Regions from separate parts of the Rattus norvegicus genome. Here region 2 is linked to region 1. The links are chromatin contacts, called in public Hi-C maps. All regions are on one chromosome and are shown on one strand. The core of a region is the stretch at or near the end of the contact, and the rest is flanking DNA. Distances in the headings are between cores, read along the strand shown. Region 1 has its middle 140 kb from the start of Mrpl14. Region 2 overlaps LOC102550363 (a long non-coding RNA gene).

Evidence for each region. Hi-C and Micro-C count contacts between places; a contact is called where the count stands out from the background.
Region 2: a Hi-C map of psoas muscle shows a contact between it and region 1, with 4 times the contacts expected there. The contact joins two enhancer-like sites. A contact is called at or near these places in 5 of 12 Hi-C or Micro-C datasets (kidney, liver, mammary epithelial cells and 1 more).

Annotation. Positions count from the first base shown.
Region 1 is chr9:22,669,033-22,673,536 of GRCr8, forward strand. No RefSeq gene overlaps it. Among named protein-coding and RNA genes, the nearest start is that of Mrpl14, 140 kb to the right of the region's middle. Within about 2 kb of position 2,294, at least 9 of the 93 cell types and tissues checked have an H3K27ac peak or open chromatin away from gene starts, as enhancers often do.
Region 2 is chr9:22,741,009-22,745,587 of GRCr8, forward strand. LOC102550363 (a long non-coding RNA gene) reads right to left here. Exons shown (of 4, transcript XR_005489459.2): 2 at 4,523-4,579; 3 at 1,314-1,443. Among named protein-coding and RNA genes, the nearest start is that of Mrpl14, 68 kb to the right of the region's middle. Within about 2 kb of position 1,438, at least 12 of the 93 cell types and tissues checked have an H3K27ac peak or open chromatin away from gene starts, as enhancers often do.

The DNA.
Region 1 (4,504 bases), core at 1,044-3,543:
CTCTCACTGAGCCTGGGCCACATCACTTAGGCCAGACTGGCTGCCTGTGAACCCCAGAGACCCTCCTGTCTCTGCACCCAGTGCTGCCTCTCCCTCCCCAGCCATTTACCTGGGTGCTGGGGAGCGTAGATCAGGTCCTCGTGTACCTACCGAGCTGCCTGTCTCCCTGGACCACTGAGTACGTAGAGATGCATTCTGGAGTCATGGCAGTGACAGGTCACAGAGCAATAGCAATACGTGTGTGTGTGTGTGTGTGTGTGTTTGTGTGTGTGTATACATGTATACAAATGTCCGTGTGTGCGCAGAGCCCCCCACAGCAAGTAAAAGCCACCAAAATGTTCATGACTCTATCTCAGTGGTGAATTCTTGCAGGGTCACTGAAAGTTGGGCTTTACTCATAGTAAGAAAAAAATATTTATTTAAGAAAAACAAAAGGCATTTTTCTGACCTGGGTTTGGATACATCATCTCCTCCCATCCCTGCTATGTGATGTTCAGCAAGGATTTGTTAGGTAGGGTTCATTGCAGCTGAAACGCAGGGAGGTATGGTGAGGGCTGGCAGAGCTCCCCACGGGTCAAGCCCTCAGCAATGGCTGCTGGGTGTTAAAGGGGTCATGGCGGGGGGGGGGGGAGCTGGATGCACAGGGGAATGGTTCCTTCTCATCCTGCACATTTCAGTCTTTCCTGCCCTCAGTAGAGAGAGGTGAATATTGCTCAGATTCGGGCTGCGTAGATGACTCAGTGCTTGCTGTGCAAGCATCAGGACTTGTGTTGGATCCCGAGTGCTCAGGTGAAAAGCTGGACTGGGTAATAAATGCCTATAATCCCAGCACTGCAGAGGCAGGGGCATCCACGGGGCCTGCGTGATAGTCAGAGCTCTGAACCACAGAGCTCCAGGTTCAGTGAGACCCTCTCCATAACAATCGGCCACTGAATGAGCGACCCAATGTCAGGCTCTGGCCTCCACACACATACACTAATATGAACCTATGTACACACACAAACTCCAAATATATCTGTATATATTCACAGGCACAGCCACAAACACGTGTGCGTAAACATGAACATATACACACATATGCAACATACACACAAGCTCCAGATGTGTGTGTTTACACACACACACACACACACACACACACACACACACACACACACACACACACACACCACACACAGTGCTTGGGTTAACAGCCCAAGCCCCTATTTTATGCTTAATGTTAAGTTCTGTTGGAAGTCGAAGAGAGGGGAATGTGGGGTGCTTCTTTATACAGGACACTAGTTCCTACAAGAAGCGCCCCCCCCATTCTGTAGCCAGCCCAGGATCTGAACAATTTCCATAAGCCACATCAAGATACTAGCTTTGAGGAAGGGCAGGCTTGAAGGTTAATGCTGCCACACCTCCCATAGTTGAGCAGGGTAGGAAGAAGGGAGTGCCCGATGCTGAGACACGGGTAGTAAGGGGAGAAGGCCAGCCTTCCCTATTTTGGGAGGTTGGAAGCAGCAGGTGTCTGGCTGGTGCTGGGACATGTGAACCCTCCCATCAGGGGCCATGTGGCCAGCAGCAGGGCAGCCTGGTACTGCCAGGTACAGCCGGGCTCCAGAGAACCCACCAGCCATGTGGAGAAGATCTGGTTTCTCAGCAATGGCCCAAATCACAACATGGATAGTCGAAAAGCCACCTGACTCTACCCTGTTCCCACTGCCTCCTTCACCCACCCACCCACCCCCCAGAAAACCTCCTCAGGCAAGCAAGCTGCAGAAACCAGGAAATCAAGAGCATTCCCCTTCCACCCCTGGTCCAAGTAGTGGCGACAGCTCTACCATTCTAGGGTTTCTTAAACACAGCTTCTGTCTGCGGAAGCCTGAAGGGAAGTCAACATCCAAAAAAAAAAAAAAAAAAAAAAACTTGTCCACAGTGACCTAGGCTGCTACAGGTGGCTGGTGACAGCCAAGGGTGATCAGTCCCTGTAGGAACCTGGTTATTTTAGGCTGGGCATCAGAAGCAGGAGACTTCCCGAATGAAAATAACCTTCCCTGGGTGTCACTCCCGAGACATATTCTGTTCCCGGTGGCCTGCTTGTCACAGGGTACTGTTCTGCCTGCCCCTCCCAGGCAGGATAACCAGGGCCAGGATGGCCTTCCAGCCAGGAGAGGGGGGTACGGGGGGGAGGGGGGGTGACAGCAGAGACACAAGCCGTGTTTCCTAATCAGGACCTTGCAGGAACACAGCACTGGTCTCCAGGGTCACAGAAAGTAGCCTGCCACTGGCCAAACTCCTCCTCCTCCAGCTCTGCAAAGCCCTTTGTCTCCACCTGCTTCCCCAGTGTGTGGTCAGTCATTTCTTGTGGTCTGGGGCTCCCCCTAAGAGTCAAAGTCCCCAGGGGATAGTCCCTGTGTTCTTCAAACTGGCAAACTCTGAGGCCGGGCTCTGTCTTCCTCGGACTAGAGCTGCCTGATGTCAGACAGTGTCTCCCTCAGACCAGGTCTCTCTGAGGACAGCAGTCAGAATTAGAGCTCTCCCAGATGGGGCTGTGTCCCACTCAATCTGGGGCTCCTTCAGGGTAGAGGCCAGGCCTCTCATGTTTTCTGGCACAGTCTGGAGAAAGTTTACCAGAGCTCAGGAGTTCCTGGTCATCAGTCTTTAGATACAGTTCTCTGGGGCTAAGAAGTTTCGACACTTGGAAGGTTCTGCCTCCATTACTTCAGGGCATTTGTCCGACTCCTCAGACTGTCCCCAGGGTGGAGAGGAAACAGTGGTTCCTGCCCTCAGACCAGTGTGAGACTTAAATGAGATAATACGAACAAGAGTCTTGGCGAGGTGCCTAACTGAGAGGGCAATTAAAAAGTAAAGAAAGGACTGGAGTCTTGAGCCATTTGTCAGTTAGACAGAGCCCCAGGCCATATGACCCTGAAGTCTAGGGCCAAGACAGGCCCTGGAAGGCCCCAGAGTGACCTGGGTCACTGTCCGGGCTAGGGATCCTCTAAGATTCCAGTCTGCAGCTGTCTAGAGACACAGTTCAGGCAACACCCTGCAGCAAGACCCATGCTCTGTGTCCTCTTCGCCACGCTCTAGCTTGTGGTCTGGGGCTCCTTCAGGGCAGGGCCAGGATCTAGCTTGCAGCCCCTGCCTTGAACTCCCAGCTTCAGTCACCCCACGATGCTATGGACCCTCTCTCTGCCTCTCCCACCATGTGGAAGAGCCCAGATTCTTTCTACAAGTGATGGCGTGATACTTCTGAGCTGGACAGAGGACCCCGGGCCAGGAGCAGACAGCATAAATATATCTGGGGAGTTTACATTGTCGGGGGCTTGGAGCGCTCATCACTCTGTGAGCTCTGCCCCTGTTTATTCCCTGAGAGTTCATGACCAGGGCGCCACCGCTGGAGGGAGGTGGAGGGAATCTTTGGGTGGCTGCAGCTGCAGGGACATCAGTGTGCTGAAGGAGCCTGGGAAAGCCCGAGAGCCTGTAGGCCACACCCTCCCACCTCCTCCAGCTGCACCAGCCCTGCTCCAAATGATGCTGTTTGCAGGAGAGAGACCCGGGATAGAGCAGCCTCCCTGGACTTGCGAGTGGAGGCCCTTGGCCATCCTACCCTCTGGCCTCAGCCCCACCCAGCCCCAGCCCTCGAGTGCACCCTCTCAGGTCAAGCTAAGTGAGTTCTGGCTTGGGCAAACCTTTATTTAACAGCTGCTCCTGTAACGTGCTCAGGGCTCTTTTCTGGGCTTACAGCAGTTCCCACCACTCTATCTTCCACACCCTCTGAGGTGCAGCCTGAACCAGGACTGTCTTGGACTGCCTGGGAGGGTGGGAACCCAAAGGCTATTCTGGCTGTCCATAGTGCTTCCATTCAGGGTCAACTGGACGGTGGTAATAGCCTCTCAGGGGCCTGCATGGGATCCACCTAGCAGAGAGAGAAACAGAGGCAGAGCGTTGGGGCAGTTGCTCACAGGTACTCAGCTGGTGAGGTTAAGATTCGAGCTGAGCTCTAGATGGCTCTGTCTTCTCTGCCTACCCAGAGCCTGACTCTTACCTAGTGTGCAAGGACACCTCCCCAGAGCAGATAGGAGACACCCAGACATTCCTGTCAGAAGATGAGATCGCAGCCATTCGTTTCCATTTTCACAAAGTCTCACACCAAACAGGGAAGAGGGGAAACCCAATAACATCAGGCACACTGCTGCCCAGAGGAGAGTGAGCCAAGGATACCTGCTTCTGTCTGTTCTAAGTCCTAAATCTCCCCCCCCCCCATCTCACTCTGCTCCTCACTGCGCCTCAAGGACCCCTGGTGTCCTTATGACAAAGAGGCAAGGTGACTTGTCTAAGGTCATACTGCTAATGGCAGAGCCTGTATTAGAACTCAGAGCCCCTGTGCTGCAGGCCAGGAAAAGAGGTTAAAAGCTGGGTGTGGTGGCTGAGGCAGATGGATCTCTGAGTTTGAGGGCAGCCTGGTCTACATAGTGAGTGCCAGGCCAGCCAGGGCTACATAGTGAGACCCTGTCTA
Region 2 (4,579 bases), core at 188-2,687, 71 kb after region 1:
CTGGCAAGGGATACCTGTTCTGTGCGTGCTCCATCATTATACCAGTGGAGGGTGAGGAGCAGAGAGGTCTGGGATGTGCATGTAGAAGAGGAGATATAACTCCCTACCTGGAACACCATCCCTAGCCCCTGGAGGCCCAAAAGACATCTCAAACCCTATGTTGGCATCCTTGGAATATGGGGTAGGGAAGTGGAGGACCTGCTGGGATGGCAACAGTCAAAGCGAGACAGAAAAGCCACTTAGCAACTCTTCTAGGCGGGTGCTGTCAATTCTTACATCCTCCAACCATGTCCCCATTGGCTCGCAGGAGCTGTCAGAGGCCAGGCAGGGTGGCAGAGGCACTGTGGAGGGCAGACACAAGCCCAGGAAGAAAAGGAGCTGAGCTCACGTTGCCTGAGGAAGAGAAGGCTCGGGTAACGTTGAAGCCATGTTAGGCAGGTCAGTGAGATAGATAGAATCACTCCTCCACATACTCCTCACATTCAATTCTGAGTGTAGGCACCAAGACAGTGAGTAAGGGCAGGAGGTGGGGGGTGGGGACAGTGGGGATGTCACATCTCTGGTGGAAAGGAGAAGTGGTCTTTCACTAATGTCAATATAATCAGGAGAATTCTGGTTCCTGAGGGAGAATTCCGACTGCCCAGGAAAGGGTACTTGCTGTGAAGAAAGATGTAGTAAGATGTGGGCCAAGTCGTGGTGGGGGGATGGGGGTGGGGTGAAGAAGCAGCCTCAGTGGTCCAGGCCTGAGGCCACTTTAGCATAGACCTTCAACCAGCAGGGTTCTGGCTGGGGGATCACACACAGGGTTTGTCTTGATGTGGATGGAGTCCGAAAGCCACTTTGGACAAATCACCTAACTTCCTTTTAAAAGAGAGAGACAAAGACAGACAGAGACAGAGACAGAGAACTGAGCTCAGTGGGCACGTAGAAGACTAAGTATGTATGCCAGCTTTGAGCCTGACATCCAACACAAACTACAAATATTCTCTAATGGGGCTGATGGGTTTTGTTTTTTTTTCCCTGCCTGGGCAGAGGTTTGAAAAAGAATGCCCTGACTTCAAGTGCAAAATTTCCTGGTTCTACAGTCCTGTGGATCTCTGATTACAGTTCTGGGATCTGAGGGCTGGGAATGTCCTGGCTGACCAACTCTGATCCAGGGGAGCCTGGTCCACACCTAGGTACAACACAGTTTATGTCCTCGTCATTGTGAAAGGGGCTTTGTTTTGTCCAGCATGCGTCCCCAGCCTCGTGGGCAGCTTTGGAGTGACCGGGTGTCTCTGCCAGCATCCCTGACCTAGTCTCTGTACCCTCACCTGGAAGCAGGCAGCAGCATGATCCTCTCCGGGTGACTTCTGCTTCACACCTCCAGTCCCCTGACAATGTCACATGCTGTGGGAGTTGGCAGGGCTACAGGGCCCATGGATGCCAACACAAACACCATTCCTGTGGAGGGAGAGAAAGCCCATGGGGGTTATTTTTAACCTGTTGATCAGAGGCACAGTCCTGGCCCTAGGAGGCCTGGGTTTGGGGCTCTGAACTAAGCTAGCTGTCAAGCACCCCTCAAGGACTTCCAAGGGCATGGGGCCACAGAGACCCCAAATATGACCTAATTTTGATGGAGGAGAGAGGGAAAGCACGGCTTTGTAACATGTCCAATCTTGCCCACTGCTCTCAAGTGGGGCAGAGCCCAGGCAGAATGAACATTCACCTAGAGCGGATTCTCCAGTTCCTGTATACTCACCTAGGGAAACTGAGACCTGAGGGGGCCAGGTCTGGCTCCCTCACCTCTGTCTACCTATTTATACCTGGAATCGGACATTTCAGCAAACACCAAAGAACCATCTTGCTCTACTATCCTTTACTCTCCTTGCTCTTCCCTTTCCTGGTTTGCCCTATGTCAAAAAGCTAGCCCCCAATATCCTCAAGATGCGGTCCCCATGGCTAACTCACCATGCAACAAATTTCCTAGGTGCCCAAGCAGCGCCCCCTAGAGGCCAATGGCAGAGCAACGGCCAGCACCAACATGGCTGGAGGCCCAGCGACGTGCGGGCCAGGACGTGCCTGCGTGGGGGGAACAAGACCCAGCTTCTGCCAAGGGCCTGGTGCTGACTGCTCCTGAGCCTGTGATCGCCAGAGGGGGTGGTGAGCAGACAATGGACCCCATGGCCCGGCCTCCTGGCCTTGGCCCTTGAGCTGGGCAGACAGCCGCCTCCACTGGCCCCTCACGTAGCCCACGTCCTGCCTGCTGAGTAGCCCTTATCATCCAGTACGTGTCAGGAGCCCATATCCAGGCTGTGTGGAGGTAACCAGGGGCCCAGGAGGAGTTGGACCAGTGGGAAACACATTCCTCTCCTCCCTAAGGTCCTGGTCCCCCTTGCTGGTCTCCTATTCTCAGGAAACCTTAGCCCATTTGGCCAGGTCCCAACTCTCAATCCCTCTTTCCCTCTAGATAAAGAGGGGTGGATGGGGGAGAAGACTTGGAGGCCCACATTCTCCTGTGAATATTCCAGGCCCCCGGTTCACAAACCTCTGCCATTCCTCATAACATACAAGGCTATGCATCAAGTCCTCTTAGGGCCTCCCCTTTATTACATGGAGAAACTGAGGCACGGAGAGCAGTGAAATTCTCAACCACACCGCTGGTAAGAGCTCCTACTCCACGGGTGTGGTAGCTTAGAGGTCTGATAGGATTGACTGAAAACTAGATACAAAGTGCCGTGGAAAAGCAAAGTGCCTCTCCGACCCAGGGCCTCATCACCTATGGAGTGGGTACTGTGACACGGGTGGAAGTAGAGCCGTGTGTGTGTGTGTGTGTGTGTGTGTGTGTGTGTGTGTGTGTGTCTGTGTGTCTGTGTGTCTGTGTGTGTGTCTCTGTGTGTGTGTCTATGTCTGTGTGTGTGTCTATGTCTGTGTCTCTGTGTGTGTCTGTGTTGTCTCTGTGTGTGTCTGTGTCTTGTTTGTGTGTGTCTCTCTGTGTGTATGTGTGTGTATGTGTATGTGTGTATCTGTATGTGTGTGTGTCTCTGTGTGTTTCTATGTGTATATGTCTGTGTGTGTGTCTCTGCGTGTATGTGTGTCTGTGTGTGTCTGTGTGTCTATGTGTGTGTCTCTGTGTGTATGTCTCTGTGTGTGTCTCTGTGTGTATATGTGTCTGTGTGTATCTATGTGTCTTGTCTGTGTGTGTCTGTCTGTGTATGTCTGTGTCTGTATGTGTCTGCGTGTGTCTGTGTATTTATGTCTCTGTGTGTCTCTATGCATCCGTGTGTCTGTGTATGTATGTGTCTGGTGTGTGCCTCTGTGTGTGTCTGTGAATGTATGCCTCTGGGTGTCTCTGTGTGTCTGTGATGTATGTGTCTATGTATGCACTTCTGTGTGTGTGTCAGTGTGTATGTATGTGTCTGTGGTATATGTGTCTGTGTGTGTATGTGTCTGTGTGTGTCTGTGTGTCTGTGTCTGTGTGTGCACAAGCACATGCATGCATGCATGCACCTCTCTTTCCTAGCAGCACCCACCACATCCTCCTATTGGTTGACTAGGCTGCCCTTTGCATGGCCCACAGAAGCCCACTGTCTGCCCCCTCACCCTAAGTCCAAACCCACAAAATAGCTTCATCCTGGCATTTGAGATCAGCTTCAAGACACTGATGTACCACTCTACCCCACCCCTCTCCAGGCAGCCTCAGGCACGTACAGCTCATGCATCTAACACGTAGCCTTCTAGGGGCTTTGAGTTCTCACTGGCTTCTTCCCAGGAAACTGAAGCACCTGAAGCGAGGCCAGACAGGATAGGGGGCTGGAGCGTCTGCCCACACGGACAGTTCATAGTCAGATGCAAGCAAGGCAGTGTAAACCTACAGCCAGGCCAGCCTGCTCCCTCGAGCTATGTGACTTCACTTGTCACAGGGAGCTCACTTTCCCCCTCTACATTCCAGGCTTGTGAGGAGAGGACACCACATCTGTGACACACCTCCCCAGAGACCAAACTCTGCCTACACGTTAGAGCCACAGTGTGCGTGGGTGGCCAGAAGGACATGGGAGCCAGACATGGACGTCAGAGAAGGAAGGAGTCAAGGGGATTCCCCACCGTGCCGTGGCTCCTGACTGAGAGGCATGCAGGACAAGAAAGAGAGGTTGAGGAGGCAGAGTCTCTAGCCATGCCAAGACTGCTGCCTTCCCTGCAGCTGCCCTAAGCACTGGAGACAAGCAAGGGTCCTGTGGCTGACTCTGCCTCCAAGATTACATTGGAAATAGCCTGAGAAATGAGGTGCAGCCAGTCCTCTCAGAGGGTCCTGGAATGGTGGAATGGTGAGATTGCCCTCTGGGAATCCAGCCTGGCCCAGGAGACAGGCCTTTCTAAGCAAGGAGAGAAAGGGAGGTCTGTCTTCAGGGAACTTCCACTCTGCCAGGAAGCTATGTCTAATTTAGCTTGGTTGAGAAATAAGTCACAGTTCTTGTGTACTGAGGGAACCCCCAGCTGGGGGGTCTATGTCTGAGGAAGCACTTGTGCATTTGGGCCTCCGTACCTTCCTGGTTTCCATTAGATCTTCCAGTCCGCTGGTGGAGACAGGCCAGCCTGCACT